Linked DNA regions of Sus scrofa: region 1 is linked to region 2. A link is a contact called in public HiChIP or PLAC-seq data. All regions are on one chromosome and are shown on one strand. The core of a region is the stretch at or near the end of the contact, and the rest is flanking DNA. Distances in the headings are between cores, read along the strand shown. Region 1 holds the start of OFD1 (oral-facial-digital syndrome 1 protein). Region 2 holds the start of TMSB4X (thymosin beta 4, X-linked).

Evidence for each region. HiChIP or PLAC-seq counts read pairs in DNA pulled down with a chosen protein or histone mark.
Region 1: a contact with region 2 is called in an H3K27ac HiChIP or PLAC-seq map of alveolar macrophages. The contact joins the promoter of OFD1 here to the promoter of TMSB4X in region 2. A contact is called at or near these places in 1 of 5 promoter capture datasets (liver) and 1 of 2 datasets of contacts at active chromatin or transcription factors (alveolar macrophages).

Annotation. Positions count from the first base shown.
Region 1 is chrX:10,356,729-10,363,003 of Sscrofa11.1, reverse strand. It overlaps OFD1 (oral-facial-digital syndrome 1 protein), which reads right to left and starts at 1,601. Exons shown (of 23, transcript XM_021079582.1): 1 at 1,393-1,601. TRAPPC2 (trafficking protein particle complex 2) reads left to right here. Exons shown (of 5, transcript NM_001244809.1): 2 at 4,344-4,455. The coding sequence starts at 4,363.
Region 2 is chrX:9,648,875-9,654,814 of Sscrofa11.1, reverse strand. TMSB4X (thymosin beta 4, X-linked) reads right to left here and starts at 4,089. Exons shown (of 2, transcript NM_001044555.1): 1 at 3,990-4,089; 2 at 3,548-3,582. The coding sequence starts at 4,089. The coding sequence ends at 3,548. It overlaps LOC100511794 (a long non-coding RNA gene), which reads left to right and starts at 5,412. Exons shown (of 3, transcript XR_002340577.1): 1 at 5,412-5,940.

The DNA.
Region 1 (6,275 bases), core at 352-2,851, 710 kb before region 2:
AGTGATCAGTAGTTAGAGAACCACAGCTGTTAGCCCAACATACCTCATTTGCAGAGAGGGGAAGACTTCGTTGAAAGGTCTAGATATTTCTTTAACTTACCTGTCTTGAGGTTCACAGCTTGCCTAGCCTTATTTCTTCCCCACTTGCTGTGTGAAAATCATTTTTTTTTCTCGTTTGGCTTTTTAAGGCCACACCCCCAGACTAGGAGTCAAATCAGAGCGGCAGCTGCTGGCCTACACCACAGCCACAGCAACACAGCCTCCGAGCCGTGTCTGTGACCTACACCACAGCTCACGGCAACGCCAAATCCTTAACCCACTGAGCGAGGCCTGTGTCCTCATGGATACTAGTCCGGTTCATGACCACTGAGCCACGACGGGAACTCCTGAAAATCATTCTTTGAGAAGACTGCAATTCTGCACACCTGTGTCCTCTGGCCGTTAGGTACCAGGTGCTTGAGGTAATCGACCTTCTCCCTTGCTTTTTCCTGATTGTAGCCTAGAAAGGCTTTTGTTTTCTTAACGTATTTATTCCACAGATGTCAGCTCGTTTCGGGCTTTTGCCCTTCTGGTGCTAGCCTCAGTTTCCCGGTCCTTTTTTCTGCTCCTTACTAGTTAGGGCCCTCCTCCTTACGTCCTACACACGTGCTCTTCCACCTCAGGCAAGTCCTTGTTGAGTCCTTCAGTTGCCTCTCTTGAAAGTAGCTGTCACTCCATCCACCAGAGACTGCTGTTTTCACCACAGGTGGGAGTGCTGTCCCTTGGAAGGGAGGGTTTCTTCATTGGCACCTTAATAACCTTAACACCTTCTCACAAAGGTGTAGCTTGTGACTTGAACACAGGTGTCATCAATCAGGCCCCTGAGGGCCTTAAAGGGCCTCGGCACTGAAGCTTCCAGAAGGTTCTCTCCCTTACAGAGGCCAATTATTCCTTACCCCCGCCCCCCACCCATGCCTCCCGTTCCTCCATTCCCCTTCCTGTATTCCAACATCATACTCCGTTCCAGACACACACACACACACACCCTTCTGTGAGCTCTGAGCACTTTTTATGTGCTCAGCTGCTGTGGGTAGAGGGGATACTTGCTGGAAAAGCACAGTGGCGGTTCTCTTCAGACTCACCCCACATATTGCTCTGAGTGGCTTCACCTCCGGGTACCACTGCCAGCCTCCCACACCCCCTCTTTCCACAGGGCCTTGAAACCCGAGTCCCATGGTAAACAAACTCCTTGTGTCCCCACTCTGTGGAGGACGCACCTTCTACTTTTCTGCTGGTACTTACTTTTTCTTATACCCGCAGATTTTGCAGCTTGACGGTGTTAGTTTGCTACTACGGCCTTAACAAGTTACCACAAGTTCAGTGTCTTAAAAACAACACACATTAGCAGCTTACCGTTCTGTAGCGTAGAGGTCCAACCCGAGTCTCACTGGGCTGCAGTCCTTTCCGGAGGCGCTTGAGGAGAACGGGTGTTCTCGCCCTCTCCAGCTTCTCGAACCTCCCGCGTTCCTTGACTCGCGGCCTCTTCCTCCGTCTTTGTAGCCGGCCTCGCCGTCGCTCCCTGGGCCACCTCCCACAGCTCCGCCCCGCGCGGGGCGGGCCCGCCCCCTTTCCCTTTAAGGCCCCAGCGGAGGCCCCGGGGCCCCGCCCCGCCGCCCCAGCTCCGCCCCGCCGCCCCGGCTCCGCCCCGCCCGCTGGCCGGGCTGCTGCTGAGCGGCCTGAGCCCTTTGCCCGGTAAAGCAGCCCGCACAGGCTCCCGGGTTCAGGGTGTGGGCCCCTTGGGGAGGGGCGGCTGTTCTGGCTCCACCGCATTTTCAAACTCGGCCTGTCCCTTTTCCTCCCTCTTCCTTCCCTTTCCTCCTCCCTTTCTCGGTGAAGAGCAGCGTCGCCTTGCTGTTCCCCTGCGTCGCCTCAGCCACACGTGCGGAAACATCCTCGGTTCTAGCCTCTTCGAAGCCTCAGCTCCCGGTTAGGCCAGTGCCAGCTCTGCAGCGACCCCCGCTCCTCGAGGCCCTGGAGATGCTGGGAGGGCCCCTGTTTCAGCGAGGGGAAGGGTGAGCCGGGGAGCAAGCCTCCCTCCTCCCAGACAGCACGCTGCCCAGCGTGGGGCCCGGCTCGGCGCCCGCCCCGCCCTGTAAGCCCCAGTCCCTTCCTGAGACTCGGCTTCCTTTTCCCCCACTTCCCCTTCCAGCTTCTCCTCGTCAGAGGGACGGAGCTGCCTGCCTGGCTCTTCAGCTGCGTGTGGGGTAACACCGTGGGCAGCTTGCTGTGGCGCCTTTATGCCGCATGGCCCGCAGCCCCCTTTCTGCGGCTGCTCCCGCGCTTCTGAGCCCGGGGCTTCTCTCCCAGGCGTCTAGGTGTGTGTGTGTGTGCGTGTGGAGCGATCTTCCTTATACTATATTGTCTTGTGCAGCTTCTTAAATGTGTGTAGGGGCAGACATAATTTCCTTACAGGATTTTTTTCCCCTGCTGCTGCTTCAGTGTTTGTTTGGAAGAAAGTAAGCCCTCCCCTTGGCAAACTCCAGCTATGAAACCTGTTCCAGCAGGAATGGATGATGTCACTGTGCACCTTGTTAAGTTTCAAGCTCCCATCCCTCTCCCTTCACTTTTGCTTGAGAATTATTGCCAGTTCGCCTCCTTCCCCATAGCTTTTGTATCGCTCTCGCCTTTTGTGTCCAGTTTTACTTTTTCTCATCTTTCCCTTAAAACAGGGACCACCATGTTCTGTAAAGGGCCAGATGGTCTCTGGGTGACGGCCCCCCTCTGCTGCTGTGGGCAGAAGCAGCCTTAGATGACAGTGGCAGGGAGAGGACGGCCCAGGCCAGATAGGCCCACAGACGGTGGTGTGCCAGCCCCTGCCCCAAATAACCTTTTCCGTCTGACTCACCTCGTCATGCCAGGAGAGTCTCCTATCTGCCTTTTCTGCCAGTTGCAGAGTGAAAAGTGCCAGCTGTGCCCTGGTTCTCTCTATGAAACGTTGTTTGCCCAGGAAACACACTTCAGATCTCTGGAGTTCACCACACGTTCTGTGTGAACCCATGGAAGCCCAGTGGGGCTTGATGAGCCCTGGGTTCTGACACACCTCAGAGTACGTTCCCCGAGACTGCAGGCTCCCAGTTAAGCAGATTCCTCCCAACCCCAGGAGGCTTCCTGGGCCCGTCTGGGTCGGGGGTGCACTCTTCCGCAGGGTTTTAAGGAACATTTCCTGAGCACCGCCTGGGAGCCAGACCCTGCCCTGGGCGCTTTGCGGCCTCTAGGTCGTGTCGTCCGCAGACTCACAGACTCACCGTGAGGGGCTACAATGGTCACGGTCATCCTGATTTCCCAGAAGGAATCCGACGGTGGCCAATGAAGCACCAGGACCGAGCCTGGCTCCTGTGCCAGAGCTACCGTGAAACTAGCTTTGTCTGAGTCCAAAGACTCACATAAATCCATGTCTGTCCATCTGTCTGTCCAGATTTTGTGCTAAAAGCCATGGAATCATTGATTTCTCCTCCACTTTCTCTTATATTCCTTGAGCAAGCCTATTAACCGCAGTTCCGAGACCTCTTAATGCCCCAGAATGTCTTCCTTTTTGGATATGATTTCGTCCCTCTTTTCTAGAAAATAAAACTTTGTTGGAGTTCCTGCTGGGGCGTAGTGGGCTAGTGATCTAACCTGTCTCTCTGGTATTCCCGTTCTGATCCCCAGCCGGGCCCAGTGGGTTAAGGATCCTCCATATACTGCAGGTGCAGTGGGGGGTGGGGGTGGTACTGTTTCTTCCTCTCACTGACATGTCTGAGAGGCATACCTCAAGCTCTTCCATGTGCAGCGTTGCATTCCTAGCATAGACCCTCGGGTAGGAAGCTGGACACTGCACACGGTCTGCAGATGAAGGCTAGAGGGGCGTGCCTTTCTGTAGGTGACATGCAGGAGAGTGGTTTTTAGCTTCCTCAGAAACATCCTTCCTGAAACTTTGTAAGGCAAGCCAATTATTTCCTAATCAGCATCCTTTATGATCTTTCCAGGTGTCAGCACTGCTACTAACTGGTCCCGTCCAAGTGTAGCCTGGCTGTTCCACACTTTCAGATCATGACAGTGTTGTTTCTGTGATTTCATAGTAGCGGTCTTCTAGTTTCCCTATGAAAATCTAGAACTGGATTCTGCATATCACAGAGAAATCATTTGTATCATTCAAAAGCCGTGTATCTACAGTGGTATACTGGGAAGCCTGCCAAGCTTAGGGGCCACCTCCTCTGCAATTCAGGTTTAAGTAAAACCAAAAAATGGAGTTCTTCACTTCCTGTTAACCAGTTTTGGTTTTCAGTATTGAGTACTGAAAATATGTATTACTTTCATTTAATTAGGAGCTGTATATTGAGGACGATGTCTGGAAGCTTCTACTTTGTCATTGTTGGTCACCATGACAATCCAGTTTTTGAAATGGAGTTTTTGCCAGCCGGAAAAGCAGAATCCAAAGTGCGTATGGAACCTTAAAAAATTCCCTCCCAGTTGGTATGTTGTGGTATGAGATCATGGGTCATGATGTGATGTGAGTTTAGAGCTGAAAGAGATCTGGACAGATGAGGGAACGAGGAACCCACCACAGCGGAGCGGGCCTTGCTCTGCAGTCCCACAGGGTGAAAGAAGCCAGCCCGGTGCTGCGTGTGGTGTGTGATTACTTACATATCTGTGGTTTTTCTCTCACTCCAGTGGCCTTGTGGTCAGCAAAGCACTGCATATAAAAATACTGTGCCACACGACTTGATCTGACTTCTTTCTCCTGCTACCACTCACCTTCTTAAAACATTTCTACGGTTGCCTTCTCAACTCTCAAGTCTGACCATCAGTGTGAAAGAAAACAGTGCTGTGAGCCAGACACAGAACACACCCATTTCCCCGATGAATAAATTAGCCTTCTCACAGTGACAAGAGTCCAGTATAGACATGCTTTAACTACAGTTACCTTGTGGCTCAGGATCTGGCTTGGTCACTGCAGAGGCCTAGGTCACTGCTGTGGCACTAGTTCAATCCTTGTGCCAGGAACTTCCACATGCCTCCAGCACAGCAAAAAAAAAAAAAAAAAAAGATAAACAAACAGACTTTACCTATGTGAGTGATTCCAGGGCAACTAGCAGCCTTCGTCCAGCCCAGTCAGGGGAACAGCCTCCTGAGTAAGGAAGTTACATTAAGTTCTTAGGGTTACTGTACACAGTACCAAAAACCGGGCGCCTTAGAACAACAGAAGTGTATTACCTCGAGGTTCTGGAGGCCAGAGGTCTAAGCTCAAGCTGTCAGCAGGGCTGTGCCCTCTCCAAGCAGCTAGGGAAGGTCTGCCCAGGCCCCTCCCAGCTGGTGGCAGCACAACCCCAGGCCTCACCTGGCCTTCTCCGTGGGTGTGTGTGAGCTGTGGTGTAGGTCACAGACATGGCTCGGATCCTCGGATCCAGCATTGCTGTGGCTATGGCATAGGCCGGCAGCTGTAGCCCAATTCAACCCCTAGCCTGGGAACTTCCATATGCTTCAGATGCCACCCTAAAAAGCAAAAAAATAAATAAATAAGGTCACACTGGACCAGGGCCCACCCTGATGTCCTCATTTTAACCTGTTACCGCTGTAAAGACCCCATTTCCAAATAAGATCACATCCTGGGGCCCAGGGGGGTTAGGACTCCAGTAGAGGAAGTGCGGCGAGGGGCACAAACCCAACCTTTAACAGCTGTTGAAAAATGCATCTGGAAAGTAAGAATTCCCCAGGGGCGAGACTGCACTCCAGGTTGTGGATTCCCTCTCGACATTCTGGTGGAACAGTCCCCTCTCTCCTGCTGTCGGCACAGCTGACTGCATGGGGCTGAGGCTGAGCCTGGCCACAAGCCATTCCCAGGTCCTCCTGCCGCATGACTTCCTTACAGCTCCAGGCGGCTATGCCAGGCTGCCTCCCCTGCTCACCCGCTGTCACTGCACACAGAGCCCGCCTCCCACCGCCACTCCCATCTCGCCCCAGCACGCCCATCGCCCCAGCCTGTGAAACTGCTCTACTTTATCCATGGCCACCTGTTTTTTCTGTCTTCCTCCTCGAAAAAGACGTGAGCTTCTTGAAAGCAGGATCTTTTTTTTTAATGTGGTATTGGTTTTTCACATCCTTAAATGGTTAGAAAATTTACTAACTTCCTTCATAAAATTAAAATCTATATAGTTTCTTGAATAACTGCCTATTTCCATTCGCTGAGGTTTAAATACCAAATTAGAAAATAGAAAATGATGTGAAAACACTGAAGACCTTTGTAAGTCTCCTGACTA
Region 2 (5,940 bases), core at 2,840-5,339:
TGGGAACCTCCATATGCTGAGGGAGCGGCCCCAGAAAAGGCAAAAAGACAAAAAAAAAAAAAAAAAAAAGAGGGGAAGTGTCTATTGAAACCCTAATATATGCCTACTGCTATCAGACATTGAACAAAAAATACACAAATACGAACATAGACCGCACGGACCCTGCCCACAAAAGCCTCAGATACCAAGAGCTGGGCTGGTACTAGCACAAGGATGTGACTAAAGAGAGAAAAACTACAAGTTCCCAAGAAAAAAAGAAGCCAGGTCAATGGAGGTCTTTAGAAACACATTTTCTTCTTAGTTCATTGCACAGCCATGTCCTAACTCTGTAATCTAGTTTTCTCATTATGTGCAAATAGAATATAGTTGAACTTCAAATGGGTGTATTTCAGTCTCTTAGACTGGCGTGTAAGCCACTCTTAAAAAAGGAGCCATTGAGGTGGGGGGAGTGTAATTTTCTTATTCTCTTGCTGGGCCAGCGCTGATGCAGTGAAGCGTTTTCCGTGTTAGGAAACACGGTTTGCAATTTACACTAGCGCACTCAGAAAGGCTCCAGATTTTTTTCCTTTTTATTTTTTGGCCATAAGGTTGTTTACAAAATGCACTGTTCTTTCTAGAAAGCACCAAATTGGTCCCCTCGGATTAGAAGCATTCTTTTATTTTGGTGTCTGGAGGAGTTTGAGGCTTCTTTGGGGACATAAACAGATCTTCCTGGGACACGGAAAAGAGGCTACGCTAACTAAGTCACGGGGGGTGTGGGAGGCTGCAGAGATCACCAGGGGTGGAAGAGGCCCCGCATAGGCACAGGCCTTCCCCCAGCTCCCCCACATACACAAGCCTTGAAGATAACAGCCCCAAAGCTGTGCTGTTCTCCTGAAGCAATCAAGGAGCTTGCACATTCCCTCCGTGGGAAGACTATAAAGTGTGGCTGTGATGATGGAGGAATTGGTGACATGGAGAAACGACTAAGACTCTGTCCCCAATGTCCTTCGGTGAGCCTCTTTTACTTCCTCTGTTTTTGCTGTATCGATCCTGATCAATTCAGACTGAGCTGGAGTCCCAGCAAAGCCCAGGCCGTGTGACCTTGGGCTTTTAGGCAAATTCCCTGGGCCTGTTTCCTCCTGGGGAGAGAGGGGGGTGGAAGATGCAGTGGCTAGGGTCTCCTACAGTGGGAAGGATCCCTCACTTTACCCGTGACCTTCAGGTCCCCTTGGTGTCGATGAAAAATACTGTCTGCTCGGAAGTAGCAGGGATATAAGTTCCCATACTGATTCAGAAATGCCCCGGTCCTCCCTCTGAGAAGATCCCCTCTCGGGAAGAAAAAAGAATTCTCTTCCTCCATTAAAAAAAAGGAAAGAAAAGAAAAAGCACTCTCCCCATTTCCCATGTGCAGCAGCTGAGTGTACAGTGTGATACATACAGAAGCTTCTGGAACCCCCTCCCACCACCAAGCAGCCAAAATTCAATCCTTACCAGGTTTTTCAGTTTACTTTTTTTTTTTTTTTGGCTACATTAGAGCTTTGTCCTCCCAGGAGAGAAGGGTCTTCTCTCCCATCACTTCACGACTCATCCATTCCCCCTTCATGCTCATTTTCGTTTTAAAACTGAGAAATCCAGAGTTGGGTCCGCTTCTCACAATCGGATTTCATCTTTGCACTGCTCGAAAAATGCACACAGCAAAAACCTACGTGTGCTTGGTTTATCTTTGTGCCTTGGGCATTTTCATTTTGCCCACACCCTTCCTTGCAGGCAGGAAGAGAAAACGCAGGGCTGGAGGGCCGGGCTCCATCTCGAGAAGGCTCTAGACCTTTGTGCTCACTGCTCTTTTCTCGATCCATCCAGTAGGCTGAGGCCCTTCGGGTTTTGTACCCATCCCTTCCCTTGCAAGGCAGATACAGGCTTCTAGCCGATGGTCTGCTTGATTGTCTAAACCACAGGTAAATGGTTTCCTGTGCATTTCTCAAAGTAAGTGTTGAGCAAAGGAAATGAAATCAACCTGTTTAATAATCACCAATTTGCCCTCCACTCCACTCCTTCAAAAAGGGTTTTAAAGGCAGGGGCAGTTTAACATCTTGGACATTTGCATTGTCAATCTTAGCTTCAGTGAGTACCAGCCTTAAAAGCCATCTCCACTTTAATAAAATGTGTAACTCTTTCTTTTGAAAAAATACCTGCACTCTTCCTTATGTAAGAATGGAGGAATCCACTCAAGACCTTAAGATAGCTTGTTTTCCTTTCTGCCTATTAACGGCCCCTCAATCTAAGGCTTGGCTTTTACCCACCAGTTTAAATAGGTGTATTCAAATGATTGAGAAGTTATCAAGGACTCAAAGCTAAGCCCTGGAGGTGAGCCAATTAAATCCTACTGGATTTTAAACAGCACCCATTTCATCCTTGTCCCCCTGGTGTCCTTCAAATCCAACAGTTTTTCATTATCTAAATTGAGAATTCATCTTAAGTCCTAATCATGCATCCCAAGTACACCGATTTCATAAAAGCTATTTTAACGACTTAATTCCAATTGGAACCAGCCATTAGACAGAGGAAGCACAGCTCTTGAATCCTTTTATAAAGCAGTTATTAAAAATGTTAAATTTTCCCTTATCTCACAAGATGCATTCGCAATTGGCTCAATACCCCTGGCTGTTTGACACCTGAAACAAAGAGTGTGCCTGTGAATCACCACCACCTTCGGGTTCTTGATCAGGTGTGCAAGAGATTCAGTGCTGGCTTAACCCTTTTTTAAAAAGAACTGCAAATTTATGTTTATCAAAATTTTCATTCAACTCTGGATAGTAAGAATTCCATCAGCCTAAAAAAAAATACAAAAAAACCAAAAAAAAAAAAAAAAAAAAAAAACCCCATCTCCCGGTTACCTAGCATAGACGCGAGGTATTTCAAACCTGGATGAAACCCATTTGTGTCTAGCATAGACGAGAGGTATTTTAAACCTGGATGAAACCCATTTGTGTCTAGCATAGACGCGAGGTATTTCAAACCTGGATGAAACCCATTTGTGTCTCCGGAGAATTTACCCAAATTACCAGATGTCTGTCACCTCCTGCTTCCCAGCGCACCCACTCTTTTGGCCCTTTTGCCAAGGTTTCCTCTGAGGAAGCCGCTCCTTTCAGAGACCAGACCATCACACCAGCCACGTTTTAAACTTTTTATTTGCATATTAAAAAAATTGTGCATTCCAATAATTAAAATCATTTGAACAAAAAAAAATGGCACTCTGATTAAACTGCATTTTACAGCCCGCAGGACACCTTGGACCAGCTCGCTTTTTACTCTAAATTCCACCCAGCTTCCTCCTTCACCAACATGCAAGTTCTTTTCCTTCCCTGCCAGCCACCCAGGCAGATGGGAGAGGCAGGCGCGGCCTTCGTGTCAGTAGTTCGCCATTCTTTGATGTGAAAAGGGGCAGCACAGTCATTTAAACTTGATCCAACCTCTTTGCATCTTACAAAGTTAAACAGCTAAAAGAAGTAAAATAAGAAGGCAATGCTTGTGGAATGTACAGTGCATACTGGCGGCGCGCGCCTCATTACGACTCGCCTGCTTGCTTCTCCTGTTCAATCGCTGTGACCGGAAAGAAAAAGACAAAAAGAAAAAGAAGATGGAGGAGGCTGACGAGGCGAATTCAGTATAGCCTAGGATAGGAGTCCCGTACTTTCGTTTTAAAACATCTTTATCACAAAAATTCTCCAAGGACAACTGAGGCAGCCCATCATGCGATATGTGCATGAACCTGAACATGTGTAAATATGGTCTGTTACACATTCCATTAGGAAATTATTAAACCCCTGTGTTTGTTGGCTGCAAAACGCTTTTAAATTAACCTTTCCAAGCCATATTCATCAAAAACCTGTGGGCTCCTCCCCCGCACACCCCGCCCCCCACCCCAATTCTTCTCCCAGCCCCTCCCAAGCTCTCCTACCCGCCCCGCCCTGGCTTTTTCTTAAAGGGGGTGGGGGGGGCTTGCTTACTTTCTTTTGAAGGCAGTGGATTTTTCTCTTGCGTTTCTGTCTTCTTCAATTTCGACTTATCGAATTTCTCAATCTCAGCCATATCGGGTTTGTCAGACATGGTTGCAGAGGACGCTGCAAAGGTACAAAGCCAAGAGGGAGGTTGACGGCGAGCCACCCACCCTCGGCTCTCCGGGCCCAGAAATGCGCTTCTGCCCTTGCCTCTCCCGCCTGAAACCCCAACTCAGCCTCCTTCCGCTTTCACTCTGGGCTAAAAAAGATCTTCCTCTTTCTACAGAGAAAAAAAAAAAAAAAAAGAAGCCTCCCCCCCCCGCCCCACCTCCTTTGAGTATTTCAAAAGGCCGGGGACCGAGCCGAGGCTCTTCTAAGGTGAGATAAACTCTCACATTTGGAGGCTGTCTCTTTCGGAACAATGAAATTAAGCCTTGTGGCTCGTTAACTGCAGCGTTTCAACTTCAGAGAAGAGCGTAGCCGTTTGGCGTTTAAGGGCAAGAAAATCGAGTAAAACTTCTTAAAATGAAGCCACGGTGGCACAAAGCGTTTCCATTTTCTATCCACGGCCTCTCTCCCAAAGATGCGGGCTGCCCTGCTTTCTTCTCTAGTCACAAAGGCGGCAGCTGCTGCCGGGCGCCGCCGACCACCGCCCTACCCGCTTCCTCCCTCTCTCGCTCAACAATGCAGCCAGCCGCGCACAAAGCTGCCCCCGCACCCTCTGGATCAACCCTGATCTGCATTTCAGAGCCATTCGGCTGCACCGCACACATTGCCCTGCGAGAAGGACCTTTGCAACATTTCACAGCACAGCCTCCAGCCGCCTTAAACCCCAACAGATGCAGCCCACGGGGCTGGAGGCAAAACGGGATTGCGAAGCCCCGCGCTTGGGTGGGTGTGAGCTGGAACAAAGGATCTTTCTGTTCCTATTAATCACCCGCCTAAGAGGCAAGGCAGAACGCCTTTGGGGGAAGGGAAAAAATGTTCCCTTCGAAGCTGCATAGCAAAACGCCAGTTTTCACTTAAAAAAAAGAAAAAAAATCACCGAGTTCCCGACCCGGCTACCCAGCATCTGGAAGGGTTTGGCATCCCCAAGCTCCCCAAAGCAGCCTTTTCCCGGGAGGACGACTCAGGCTCGGCTGTGGGGATGCTGGCGGGGAGAGCGGGCGCGGGGCAGGAAGGGGAGCGGAGGGCAGGAGGCAGGGGCCCCGGGGCTCACCGGAGCGAGGCGCGAGCGAGAGGAATCCGGTCTACGCAGTGGCCGCCGCCGAGTGCCGGGCGGGGCGCAGTGGCTGTCGCTATATGCGCGCTCCTATGTAAATGAGGTGATGTCACCCGCCGGCCCGCTTAACCCCTTCGCGCCGGGTCCCCGGAACGGCGGAACGGCGTCCGGGCCCTGCCTGGCGTTGAGGGGGAGGGGGGCTGGGCCCGGGGGAGGGGGCGCCACCCGGCGTCCACCCGTGCACCTAACCGCAGTGAGGGTGAAAAATAAAATGCGTGTAGCCCACCCTGCAACGCTTCCTTTATAATGCATTTTCCCCCTTCTCTGTTCTGTCATAATGGATTTTTGCAACAGCCGCGCAAACCTGCTCTTGGGCACCGGAACCTGGTAACTAAGGGCCTAGGTGGTACCTAGGGGGACAGGCATTCCTTTACTGCGTAGCTGCAGTAAAGGAGCATCCCCAAGGCGGGGTGCGGTGTCCCCTGCCCCAGGGCCTCGCCCTCTGCAGGGGTGCGATTCCTGTGACTCAGCTTTGAGGCCAGGGGAGGCCCTACGCCCCACCCTGGCCCTCTTTGTCTCCTTACTTGCATTCTCCTAGACTTGGGTGGGAGCCAAAGCACCCTTAAGTGATTGGGGAAGAAAAAAAAAAAAAGTGTTACATGCATTTTTTTTTCATCGCTAGCACCCAAATCAAATAACTGGAATATCTGCTGGTTGGCAGTTCATTTCTCAGGAGTA